Regions from separate parts of the Sus scrofa genome. Here region 2 is linked to region 1. The links are chromatin contacts, called in public HiChIP or PLAC-seq maps. All regions are on one chromosome and are shown on one strand. The core of a region is the stretch at or near the end of the contact, and the rest is flanking DNA. Distances in the headings are between cores, read along the strand shown. Region 1 holds the start of GABARAPL1 (GABA(A) receptor-associated protein like 1). Region 2 holds the start of LOC100623691 (C-type lectin domain family 2 member E-like).

The links. HiChIP or PLAC-seq counts read pairs in DNA pulled down with a chosen protein or histone mark.
Region 2: an H3K27ac HiChIP or PLAC-seq map of alveolar macrophages shows a contact between it and region 1. The contact joins the promoter of LOC100623691 here to the promoter of GABARAPL1 in region 1. A contact is called at or near these places in 2 of 2 datasets of contacts at active chromatin or transcription factors (alveolar macrophages and skeletal muscle).

The regions. Positions count from the first base shown.
Region 1 is chr5:61,763,597-61,770,596 of Sscrofa11.1, reverse strand. GABARAPL1 (GABA(A) receptor-associated protein like 1) reads left to right here and starts at 3,170. Exons shown (of 4, transcript NM_001190287.1): 1 at 3,170-3,370. The coding sequence starts at 3,281.
Region 2 is chr5:61,974,768-61,981,408 of Sscrofa11.1, reverse strand. LOC100623691 (C-type lectin domain family 2 member E-like) reads right to left here and starts at 3,226. Exons shown (of 4, transcript XM_021092368.1): 1 at 3,099-3,226. The coding sequence starts at 3,126.

The DNA of each region.
Region 1 (7,000 bases), core at 1,921-4,420:
AAACAAACAAACAAACAAAAAAGTCCACAGATTCTTTAACATTCCTTCCATCTGGAGGAGGCAGGGCCTTGGAGAATGGTCCATCACTCACCTCGGGACGTCTTGGTTGCTTCCAAGTTTGGACACACATGAAGACGGCTGCTATAAATACCTGTATGCTGGTTTTCACGTGGACAGAAGTTTTCGACTTCTTTGGGTAAATACTAATGTTGGGGAGGAAGAAATTGTCTTCTGCCCTTTTAGGTTCTTCTGGCTGGTCTCAGAATTAAATTGACATGAGACAGATTAACAGGAGAAAACCAAAGAGAAGTTTAATAACACGTCTACACCGGAGAGACCCAGGAGAACTGAGGAACTCACCAAAATGTCCCAAGCCCTCACTTTAAATACCTCCCTCGGCTAAAGACAAAAGGGGATGTTGAGGCTGGGGAGAGTCATTTACTGGAGAGTCCTTTGCCAGGCAAAACATAATAGAAAGGGTAAGGTGATTATGCAGATGTAAGTCCTCAACTTCTGTATTAATAAGAGAGTTTCTAAGGATTTGGTCACGGTCTTCTTCTAGGTACAAGGAAGACACCCTTATAAAGGAGACTTTCCTTACAAACGTAAATGCTACTTACAAAAGGGTAACTCTCCCTTGCTTCCCCCCACCTGCTCTTTTTTTAGAAAACAACCCGCTTAAAATAACTAATATGCCATAGATATTTTTTGGGGTAGCAAATTCTGCTCTTTGACACTAAGTGGTTGATTGTAGTCTTGTATTGCAAGAGTATGTTATGATTTCTTTTTCTTTTTCTTTTTTTTTTTTTTTTTTTTTGTCTTTTTGCTATTTCTTGGGCCGCTCCCACCGGCATATGGAGGTTCCCAGGCTAGGGGTCCAATCAGAGCTGCAGCCACCAGCCTATGCCAGAGCCACAGCAACGTGGGATCCGAGCCACGTCTGCAACCTACGCCACAGCTCAAGGCAACGCTGGATCGTTAACCCACTAAGCAAGGGCAGGGACCGAACCCGCAACCTCATGGTTCCTAGTTGGATTCGTTAACCGCTGCGCCAGGACGGGAACTCCTGTTATGTTTTCTAAGAAGCCATCAGTTTGTCTTCCAAAGTGGGTGTACCATTTTCCATTCTCATCAGCAATGAAGGTATGTCCCTGAAATGTGAACTTTTCAATATAGTATTTTGTCCTTGGTTAAAAAGGGAATTTGGAAACATTTTTATCAGATTGAATGTTTTAATTTATAAAATTAACTTCTGTATAATATTTTAAGAGTTCTGCTACAAGGAAAGAAAACAAGCTTTGGGGGCTGACAGATTGGGCAGTGTTAAGATAAAGTGTTAGCATTTAGAAAAGCCTTAAGGCAGAAAGATCAACTTAAATTTCATTTCCAAATTATTGTCCATATATAAATTGACAGTGGTTAAATAAAAGTAAAAATCAGCTTTAAACTACCTATGATTGTTTTCAGTAGATTTGAGAGGAAAAAATATTCTTAAAAAATATTGATCTCCATGGTAATTATTTCTCTCAATTTGTTTTAAAGTACTCTTTTGAGACATTTAGCTATATTTGGGTCAAAGCTCAAATGATCTAAAACGTTCAATTTGAAAATAAGGATTAAATATTATAAATGTATTATGTGATAAAAGAATTCCTGGATTTTCATACAAAATAAGGTTTGAAAAATGCCGTGCTGCAGGGAAAAATAATTAGCATCAAAAAGTAAGGCCATGCCATTTTTCTTCCTTGTTTTAATAATGCAACCTAGTTTCTTTTACTTTGTGGGTTTGTTTTTAATTTTCATTATTAGTTTTTTTGGCCACACCCATGTCATGTGGAAGTTCCCCTGGCCAGGGATTGAACCTGTGCCACAGCAGTGACAATACTTGATCCTTAACTGCTAGGCCACCAGGGAACTCCCGTGGGTTTGTTTTTTTAAATCAGATACTGAGGCCTTGATTAGAGAAGACAGGTGAATAGGCCTGCTGTTGTCTAATATGCTTTTTTAGAACTTCCTAGACTTGTTTAGGGCAAAGCAGCTCTTCACTCTTCATCTCTTCCTCATTCTTTTTTACCCTTTACAATATCTGTTGCTCCTCCACTACAGATCCCTGGAATCACCGTCCTTACTAGAGGTTGGAAAGGCCTTTGTCTTTTGATTCTTTGCTGAGAAAGAGGGGGCTGGTCTTCCACCCGCCTTCAAGGAGCACTTTGTATTCACCTTAGGAGAGGAATACTCTCCTCCGGTGCACTTCTGCATTAGGAGGAAAAAAATGCTTGAGGATTGCTGGGTTAAACACTGGAATCGCTTTATATTTTATTTTCCCAAAAGACAGATCCAACTTCTGGCTTAATAGGAGAAAGCAAATCATTTCTATCTCTAAACTTGCTTAAAGCCCTTAGCAGTCGTGACTGACATCACTTCTCTGGACCTTGATGACACCTCGTGCCCTTCACCTTATAGAAATCCTCTTCAAATCCCTGAGTCACGCTCTGTTTATGTTGCTGCTCTAGGAACAAATTGCTGCAGGGACCCAAACAGGATGACGCCAGCGTGGTGAAGGAGGGGTCACCGTTCAGGGAGCCAGCCCAGCACCCAAGGTCAGGGGAGAGGGCCATCCAAAGGACGAAGGGCAAAATGCAAGCACCGGGCACTTGAGCGTTGGCCCGAGGTATCTCAGGACCTCTGTCTCTGCCTTTCCCAGACTTCAGATCCCAACAAGCTGAAAAAAACTGGATGTCGCCATCTGCATTTGTTTTGAGGGCCCAACCAAGAAACGGCCAAAGAGAGGGAAGAAGACATTTTTAGAACACTTTTTTGGTTTTAAAAACACACTTAACGTCACAGTTCCAATAAAATAAGAGGTGAAGATTGCTCTGTTTGCAAGCAACTCGATTTCGAGAACGTTAAGAGTGAAGGAGAAAACACTGAAACGGACCTAGCTCCTGCCCACCCCCAACCGCGGTCGCCAGAACCCTGGGGGCGGGCTGGGGGCGGGGCTTCGTGACGTCACAAGATACCCGCGCCGCCGTGTTGTTTTTGTGTTCCCAGCTGCCGGGAAAAGCCGCCGGGAATTCTTTACCTGGCCGTCCCCTACCTCTAGACGACCCGAAGCCCCTTCGGAAAGCTGTGCGGGGAGGCGTAGCGACCGGGGCTGGCCTTTCGGAAGCGGGTCTGAGGCACATTGCGGTTTGGCCGAGGGAATCAAGACGGGAGAGACGCGTTTGTCCGCGAGGGAGGCAGGCCCCGTCCGGGGATCTTAGAAACCCTGCGGTCCATCATGAAGTTCCAGTATAAGGAGGACCATCCCTTTGAGTATCGGAAAAAGGAAGGAGAAAAGATCCGGAAGAAATATCCGGACCGGGTCCCCGTGAGTGTGCTGGGGAGGGGGAGGGGGAGAGAGGCGGGGGGGGGGATGAGCCGGGGGCGGGGAAGTCGTGATGGCTATCCGAAGGCACAGAAGAAGGGTGATCCCTAAAATTACCTAACCTGAACGCCCTTCACTACGAGGAGAGCCAGTGGAATGAACATTGAGACTGCGGCCCGTTTAAAACCCATTTCCCCAGGGTCAGAACCCATCCTTGGAGCTGACCGCAGTTTTAGATTGGAACGTACGTTTGAGTGACTCAGCAGTATTCAGAGGATGTGTGGGTTGGGATGTCCTCAAAAAGGGACCCTTTTGTGCGAGAATGATGAGGTGGAGATCATCCGTTTGCTGCCTTTAAGACAGCATGGAAATTAAGGGAACACAGAGAGGATTTGCTGTCATCAGTTTCGGCCTTAGGTAGTTATCCGTTAATCAGGTGGACTTTGATCCTCATAGCATTGGGTTTGGGAAGGAAATGTTCCGAAGCCAGTGGATATTTTATTTTATTCTGTGAGGATTAGAAAAGGTGGGGGGGGGGGGCGTCGCAAGACAGGCCTGGCCCAGAAAACAAGGTCACGTTCTCTGCGCAGCAGCAGCCAGATTGCCTCATCATTCTTGGCTACGGGGTGTGTGGGGGCAGCCATCCTTCCTCCGGTATTTATTCTGAACACATTGTACCTGGTCACAGTAAGGAAGGGCTGAGACCTTTTTTTTCTTGGATTTTGGACGCTGGTTTATGTAATAGGAACTAGTGCAGGCAGTGAGGAGGAACAGAAGAAATATTAAGGTGTCGTTCTGCATCCGGGCGTTTTTCCCATCACCCCCTTCCACTGCCTCCTGCCTGGTTTTTCTCTAATGTGGGCTGCGCAGCCCAGTTGGAAGGCAGAAATCTTTAAAGTGGGGTAGAGGAAACTACCACCGTTGAGTTTTGGAGATGAGAAACCAGAGACTAGAGAAACTAGAAACTAGAGAGTGTGCTCTTTATCTGCGGGCAGGGAAATTAGGATAAATACTACGTATAATTTACACGTAAAGGAATTGCGATTTTCTGATTGTGAATGGTACTCCCGTCCTTTCCAATCCTCATTTAACTTTCATGTTCTTACAGCACCCACCAGCGACCTGGGCTTTATAAAGCTCTTGCAGTCCTTTTCCTATAAAGTAGAGGAGACGTTAGGGCCATTCCATTCCCCAGGAATTACATACAAAAGGGTTTTCAGCTAAAAAAAAAGAGCCAGCCTTATTACCCAGTAAAGGATCCTTCACAGGTTACTTTCCTGGTCTCTGAACCTTGAATGACTGCTTTGAAAATTTTCCCCCAAGAAAGGTGATACCCATGCTTGTCTTGAAAATGACAACTAACTTTTATTGCTAGCTTACCAGGTACCTGGGAGTATTCTCAGAGCTCTGTCTAATATTCATTCACTTAGTCCTCCCAGCATTATAACCCCATTCTGCAGGTGAAGGACCGAACCCAGAGAAATGAAGTCACCCCCTAAAAGGTCTCACAGGGCTGGTATGTGGCAGAGCTGGGAACCCCCACCCTGGCTGTTGGGCCTCCCATGCCATCTATTTTCTCAGTGTCTAATGCAGTTCTATTAAGCAGAATTATTTTAAATTCAAATACCTCACACTGTTAGGTATTGGAAATAGCAGAGTAAACTGTAGTTGCCCTTAAGAGTTCACAGATGGTGGTATGATGGTAGAAAAGCGTCCCAGTCAGCAGAACGGCTACCGTTTATTCAGAACTCTCTCAGTATAAAGCTCTGTTCCAGTGGTTCTGTGGAAGTCACAGACTCAGAATCATAGCTATTCCTAAATCAAGTTAAATTTTCCATATACTTCCTCAAAACAGCCGTTTCCATTTTAGTCATTTCCATGCATTCACCCAGAATATTTCAGCTAATCCCCCCAATTTTATTTTTTTCCGCTCATTGTCTGGTGTTAAGTGTTTTACCTCCGTGATAAAATGTAAGGTAACATGGCCATCGCGTAGATCTCATGATTCCTCCAGTTAGGTTTTAACCAGCCATCATCCTTCCAGCCCGTTCCTTAGATGTTCAGCCTCTGGCCCTCTTTCTAGTTGTGACACAAAAGGAGCTCTGCTCTGAGTTCTGGGATTTGGTGCTGGTTCTGAGCTGAAGCCTGAATCTGGCTGGCTGTGCCGAAGGATCCTGTTTACAGACAAGTGGGTTAGAGTAAATAATTTCTAAAGCCCTTTTCCGCCTGACCAGAGTGTTGTTAAAGCAGTCACGTACCCTGACTGCTCACGTGACTTGGGTTTAGCCTCTGCACATCTCTAGAGCTGCCATCCAGAAAAATCGGCATGCTTGTGCCTTGAGACAGAGGGTGTCATGGGATTTTGAAATTATCTTTATAGCGACAATGAAGTGAAAACCGGCAGTAAAGCAGGAAAATACTTGGGAGAGATGGTGTGCTTTTTTGAAAATTCATGCACAGTCCAGCCCTGTGGAGTATTAGCCACATCTCACAGATAGGAAAACAAGAGACCCAAACAGGCAAAGCATCTAGCCCAGGGCCCCTCGTTAGGGAGGAGCAGAGCTGGCATTCCTGGGAAATGTGGATATTTTATGGTAAATGAAAGCCTTAATGGTTCCCCCTCCCCTCCTGTTCCCTAAGATCCCACTGTCTCCTCCCATTGTCACAGTTGCACTTGGTTTTGTTGCTGTCTTTCTTGGCTCCCTTCTTGTGGTTTCCATCTCTGGTTGATTGGGGCTGGAGCTGCCAGGTCTCTGATTCCTGCCTGACACAAGGCTGTGCGCCCTCCCCCTTCGATTTTATTTACCTGCTTCCTCCTGTCCATCCTCCTCGTTGGACCTTCACTGGTGTCATGCCAATTCATGCTTTTCCTACTTTTTCTTTGAATTTCTCATTCACGTATTACTACTACAATTTTTATTTATTTATTTATTTATTTTTATTTTTTCTTCCAGTTTTACTAAGATACAGTTGACATATGGCAACTGTATAAGTTTAAAGTGTACAGCAAATGATTTGACTTACATACATCATGGAATGAGTATCACAGTAAGTTTAGTGAACATCCGTCCTCTCATATAGTTGCAAAATGAAAGATAAAAAAATTTTGATGAGAATTCTTAGGATTTACTCCAGCAATTTTCATAAAAGTGTTAATTATACATCAGTGTTAATTTGGCATACTGTGTATTATATCCCTAGTACTTATTTATCTAGTAACTGGAAGTTTATATACCCTTTGACCACCTTTATCACCTCACCCCATCTCCCCCCACTTCGCCTCTGGTAACCACAAATCTGATTTCCTTTGCTGTGGCTTTCTTTGTATATTTGTTTGTTTTTAAGGCGTAATTGACCTATAACACTGTTAAATCCTGTCACACAACGTAGTGGTATTTTTTCTATTCATTTCAAAGTGATCACCATCATAAATCTAGTTATGATATGTCACCATGTTACTTAGTTATCACCTATATTTCTCACACTATACATTTTGTACTTGTGACTCATTTAGTTTGGTACTGGATTTATTTTTGTTTTTAAGTGTGATTATCTCCTGGTCTTCCTAGTACAGGATTCTTTTTCTCTGCAAAAATGGATAGGTTTTTCACTATATTAATCTGTCCTCTTAAA
Region 2 (6,641 bases), core at 1,977-4,476, 210 kb before region 1:
AATTCAGAAGTACTAAGTACTCTGCATCCTAAAGCCAGCTGAACTGTCACTTCTGCAGGAGAGACATATGTGAGTGTGAAACCAAGCTGACTTATATTAAACCATGATTTTCCTTGAGAATACAAAGATATTTGAATACAGGAGAGAAATACATTTGTAAGGAGGCTCCTTATGCTGTGCATTACCTCAGTGAGCCATAGTGAGGGAGGGAGACTTTCCCACTCATCTCTAGACAAGGGAGAATAACTCCCAAAGGTCCAGTTCTGGACACAAATGTGTCCCCTAGAGTTTGAATGGAGTAGTGTCCATTACCTGACCCTACCATATTCATCTAAAGACTATTTATGGAGGGGCCTGAGGCTGGCAGAGCAAGGAAATAAGGGAGTAAAAGGGAGATAATCTACTTCCACCAATCACAGAGTGAAACAAGTTGTGCCTCCTATCTTGGGACACTGGCTTAGGGTGGTTATGAAATGTACCCAAAAATATACAATACAGGTTACAATGCAATCCCAATCAAAATGCCAACAGTGTTTTTTGCAGAAATGTAAAAATCCATGCAAAAGGAAACTCATGTACTTGGAGAACAGACTTGTGGTTGCCAAGGGAGAGGGGGAGGAGGAGGTGGGATGGACTGGGAATCTGGGGCTAATAGATGCTAACTATTGCCTTTGGAATGGATAATCAATAAGATCCTGCTGAATAGCACTGAGAAATATATCTAGTCACTTATGATGCAGCACGATGGAGGATAATGTGAGAAAAAGAATGCGTATATGTCTGTGTGCCTGGGTCACTTTGCTGTATAGTAGAAAATTGGCAGAACACTGTAAACCAGCTATAATGGAAAAAATAAAAATCATTTAAAAAAAAAATCCATCCAAAGATTCATGTGGAAACTTAAGCAATCCTGGTCAAAACAATTTTGAAAAAAGACTGACAAAATTGGAAGTCTCAAATTTCTCAATTTCAAAACTTATTACAAAGCTACAGTAATCAAAACAGTGCACTACTGGCATCAAGAGAATTAATTACATAGGTTGATAGAATAGGTTGGAGAACTCAGAAATCACTCTTCACCTATCTGTGCAAGTGATTTTCAACGAGAGTGCCAAGACTATTCACCAGGGAAAGTACCATGTTTTCAACTAATGGGGCTGGGGAAGCTTGATATCTATGTGCCAAATAAGGAAGCGGAACCCTTATCTTACACCACCAAAAAAATTAATTTAAAATCTATCAAAGATCTAAACATAGAGCTAAAATTTTTAAAACACTTAGGGCGACACTTTATGACAATGAATTTGGCAATAATTTCTTGACTATGACACCCACATCCCCGGCAATGAAAGCAAAAATTGTCAAGTTGGACTATATCAGAATGAAAATTTTCTGTGCATCAAAGGACCTCGTCAATAGAGTGAAAAGGTCATGTACAGAACTGGAAAAAATATTTACAAGTTATATATCTGATAAGGGATTAAAATTCATCACATGTTTAAAAACTCCTCCATCTCAACAGTAAAACAAAAACAAAAACAAAATAAAACCCAATTAAAAAAAAAAGAACTTGAATAGACATTTCTCCAAAAAAGACATGCAAGTGGTCATCAAATACATGAAAAGAGGCTCCACATCAGTAATCTTTAGTGAGATGCAAATCAAAATCACAGTGACATAAGACACCATTAGGAGAGCCATTAGGATCACTACTTTCAAAATATAGAAAATAACAAGTGCTAAGAGGAGGTGGATTCATTGACACCTCTATGCACAGTTGTGGGAATAGAAAATGGTGTGACCACTGTGGAAAACGCTATAGTGTTTCTTCAAAAAATTAAACATTGAATTATTATAGGATCCAGCATTTCTACTTTTGGAGATATACCCTCAAATAACTGAAAGCAATGTTTTCAAGACAAATTTATGGACCCATATTCTTTTTTTTTTTTTTTTTTTTTTTTGTCTTTTTAGGGTGGGACTAGTGGCATATGGAAATTCCCAGGCTAGGGGTCGAAGCAAAGCTGTAGCTGCCGGCCTATGTAATAGCCAAACAATACGAGATCTGAGCCACATCTGTGACCTACACCACAGCTCTCCTCAACACCAGATCCTTAACCCACTGAGCGAGGTCAGGGATCAAACCTGCATTCTCATGGATCCTAGTTGGGTTCATTACTGCTGAGCCACAGTGGGAACCTCCTATGAATCCATGTTCAAAACATCACTGTTCACAATAGCCAAGAGGTGAAAGAAACACAAATATCCATTTATGGATGAGTGGATAAACAAAGTGTACATACCCACAATGGAATATTATTCAACATTAAAAAGGAAAAAAAAATATAACACATGCTTCAACATGGATGGATCTTGAGGATATTATGCCAGGTGAAATAAGCCATAACAAACAAAAAACACTGCATGATTCTATTGTAAGAGGGACCTAGACTGACCAAACTCATAGAAACAGAAAGTAGAATAGTGGTTGTCAGGAGTTGGGGACGGGGAGAGGAGGAAGTGGTGAGTTATTGTTTAATAGGTATAGAGTTTCATTTTGGCAATATGAAAAGCATTCCAGAGATTGGTTGCACAACAATGTGAATGTACTTAACACTACTGAACTATACACTTAAAGATGGTTAAGACAGGAAAGTTCATGTTGTATATATTGTACAATTAAAAAAAAAAAAGTATCGGAGTTCCCGTGGTGGCGCAGTGGTTAACGAATCCTGCTAGGAACCATGAGGTTGCGGGTTCAGTCCCTGCCCTTGCTCAGTGGGTTAACGATCCAGCGTTGCCGTGAGCTGTGGTGTAGGTTGCAGACGCGGCTTGGATCCCGAGTTGCTGTGGCTCTGGCGTAGGCCGGAGGCTACAGCTCAGATTCGACCCCCTAGCCTGGGAACCTCCATATGCCGGCGGGAGCGGCCCAAGAAATAGCAAAAAGACAAAAAAAAAAAAAAAAAAAAGTATCCAATGAGGCTCTAGACAATGAAAGCCCTAAAGCTGAGGAAGAACAGTTCAAGAAAAACATCTCTCATAGAAAGTAAGTAGCCATCAGATAAGGTGATTTCTGAGAAACCCACAAAATCACTCACTCAGTAAGGCAGCCATCAAATCACACATGTGCTCTGTTCTTCCAGTTTTCTCTCCCCATACTGGGTCAGAAACAGCAGCTAGTATGAAGAGGAACTGATGAAACTAGAGAGAAAAACAGGACACAAACAGCTCATCTCATCAGCTCCTAGGATTCCAGGTCAGAAGTAGTGTAAACTGGAGGAGGGAAGAGGTTTTCAGTTGAGGTTTAAGTTTGGATAGAAGACATCGAAGTGTTTATGTTATATTGGACATACTAATTTCTGAAATGAGAATGTTCTTGTTACTGAAAGGAACCACAGAATATATGGGACTGATCCCAAACTCTCCAGGTGTGGAAGAGTCTTAGAGTGAGTTTAATGCAATGAAAGAATAAGGTTAATTTCTGTGTGCTTAGTATAGTCTTTTCAAAATACTAGATTGACCTGGTTCCCCATCCTCTAATCCCTGTCTATGCATTCTTTCCATTTTCACAAATGTGGCTGAGGGTTGTGGGTTCATGATTCTTTCTTGATCATAAATTGGGGACATCAGTTCTTGCTAGGTAAAAAGGAAGGGAGGCAGAACCTTAAAAAATATCTTAGTCTTATAAATTACTTTTTAAAAAAATACAACCTTTTGGGGAATCTCATTGTGTTGAAACTATTTTCTATTTATTTCATTATCTGTTTCATAAGTAAATATTTCCTGTGATTCCTTAGAGTGCACCTACCACATCTTTTAAGCCTTTAAATCATTGCACATGTATGTAATTTTTTCCCCATTTTTCTCTTGTTTCTAGTGTGGGTTTTGAGATGAGTTACTTCAGAATGAGTTAGTACATGTTTTAGACACAAAATAGAAAAGGTAAAAGAGTTATATTATTACTAGCTATATTTTTTGAAATTTGGACTCCAACTGCCTTGAAGTATAGTAACTAAGAACACACTACTGCCACTGTGAGAGTGACAAGAGAATGTTACCAGGCATTCGACATGTGACACAACGGATGTCTAGTTGTGTAATGATCTGAAGATGGTCTGGTTTGAGTTGTTGCCTAGCAACATTTCCTTGACATCTCACCTCCAGAGACAGCTGCTCTAAGCTTGTGGGTGCTTGTTAACCAGATCTCCAGCTGCCTTGAGAAATAATGAAGTGTAGAGATGTTCTCCACTGGACCGAACACGTGGGATCTAAGTACATATCCTTCAGTTTTGTACTGTTTCCTTCCATCTGTTGCAGCCACCTGGATTAAGAAATTTGTGCTATGATGTTTCTTCTAATAACAAACTGACTTTGTAGAAACCTCAGTAGCTATGCTTCTCCTTACTCCAGTAAGGTTTCCGTGACTTGCGAAAGCCAGAGACTAAAGTGGAATTTCCCACTGTGGTGCAGTGTGTTAAGATCTGACTGTAGTTGTCTGGGTTGCTGTGGAGGCTTGGGCTTGATCCCCGGCCTGGTGCAGTGCATTAAAGGATCTGGCATTGCTGTAGCTCTGGCATAGGTCATAGCTGAGGCTTTGATTCAGTCCTTGGCCCTGGAACTTCCATAAGTCAAGGGTATGGCCTTAAAAAAAAAAAAAATGTAGTTGGTAGCCATTTGTTTTTGTTTGTTTGTTTGTTTCTTTTTTTTTTAAAAGAATTTCCCGATGTTTTTCAGTCATTTGAAAAATACTAACGGTACACCTAAATATCTAATAAATTCTAAGAAAAAAAATGGGATTAGGTAGTGGATACAGCAACCGATATGCATGTGGAACAGTGGGAAGAATTCGAATTAAGAGGAATGACGGAAGAAAAGCCTTCCTTCTCAATGAAATAATTTCTACCGCCTATACAAATTTGTATGAAATTTCATTTTTCTAGCCAACTCATTCCCGTGAGGTTATGGATAGGTGACCAAACTGAGCAAATTAAAGCCTTAGCATTGCCAGTTAAATTTGAATTTCAGGTCAGCACAAATATTGCAGATAAAACAAACAGAAACAGTGCATGAGGCATACATTAAAATATACCATTTTAAAACTGAATTTAAAATTTAACTGGATAGCTCGTATTTACTTGACAACCCTACTTTATTTAGGTCACAACATTTTTTGAAAAAAATCTTTTAAATTGTTAAGTACTCCAGGGCTTGGCCTGGGTTTTTCCCAATACTCTGCTTCACCTCTCTGTAAACATTTAGGGAGTAATACAGCTCAGGGACCAAGTACAAGAAAGGAAAGACAGATTGCTGCCCCTTCAAAGGATGAAAAAAGCCTAGAGAAAGAGGTAGTCAAAAATGAAGACATGGGATGCTGGGTGGTGGAACTTGAAGAATCTAGTGCAAGATGTTTATTTTGAAGGTGAGAGAAACACCGAAGAAAGATGAAAGTTGAGACGGGGGCCTGTCAAGCAAGTTCACACTGTGAATAACTAGAGTGTCATTTAGCAGAAGACCAGCATAAATACCATCAGGTTGTTTCCCTCTCTGTTCCCCAGAAGTAAAGAGATGTTTCTGTTTCATTATCAACGGTCATGACAAAACCACATGCAAAACCACAGTCTGCCTGTAGCAACTTGTTAAAAGTTTGAGCTAAATTCTTTTCCTGGCTGTGCCCAAGACATGCAAAATTGCCCCAGGCCAGGGATGGAATCCCTGCCACAGCAGCGACCCAGGCTGCTACAATGAAAACACCACCAGATCCTTAACCTGCTGTACTGCCAGGGAGCTCCTGAAGTCTTCGTAACAGTTTACAAGAGTTGAATATTTATCTCCCATGTGAGCAAGATTTCATGCCTAGTCTCTTGTTGGAGGTACCTGTCTTTTCTTCCGTCTCAGCTTAATGAACTGCCCTGTGACCTTAGGATATTGATGGGTCTGAGCAAAGTTATGGATTTGTGGATTATCCAGCTCTGCTTGGTTGTTGTAAAAGCAGGAGTGACTTATTTCCCAGCTCTCCGTACGCCAAGTAGAACTGCATCTTCCCCTGATCTGTGTTCCAGGGACCCAGCCTTGCAGCCCTTCCAGGCTGAAGTGTTTGCTTAGCTGCAGTGGGATAAACATCAGCCACACATTGGAGTCACAACTAGAACTGCTTTCCCATACGGATTTGTTTCAGGGTAGCTCCTGTAAGTACTGCCCCTCCCTTAAAAACAAATTAAATAAATAAATAAATAAATAGGCTGCAGTTGAGTGCTTAAGACAGTCCTTTGGTTGGTATGCTTAAGAGATGGCTCAGATGACAGGTTCTGGCACATCTTGCAGTTAACAGACATAACGTGATTTCTGTGGAGAAAATGCTGGGGCAACAGAATGGGGAAGAAGCCAGATTTTCCAATATTCTACTGCCATGACCAAACTGCTTAGAACTCAGCCCTTGATCAAGCCAGCAGGAAGTCTGCTCATTCCCCAGGCCCTCACCTAATACACCCACGTGCTGCATCAGAAACGCCTCCCCAGAATCTGACATCCAGACCTGTCAGATTTCCAGGTCACTGGACATGAGCCAGTAGGGCTCCAGAGGAGAGGAAAGCTGACCACCTGCTCTGGTTTCTGTAATATTGTCCCCTCATGAAAGTTCCCAA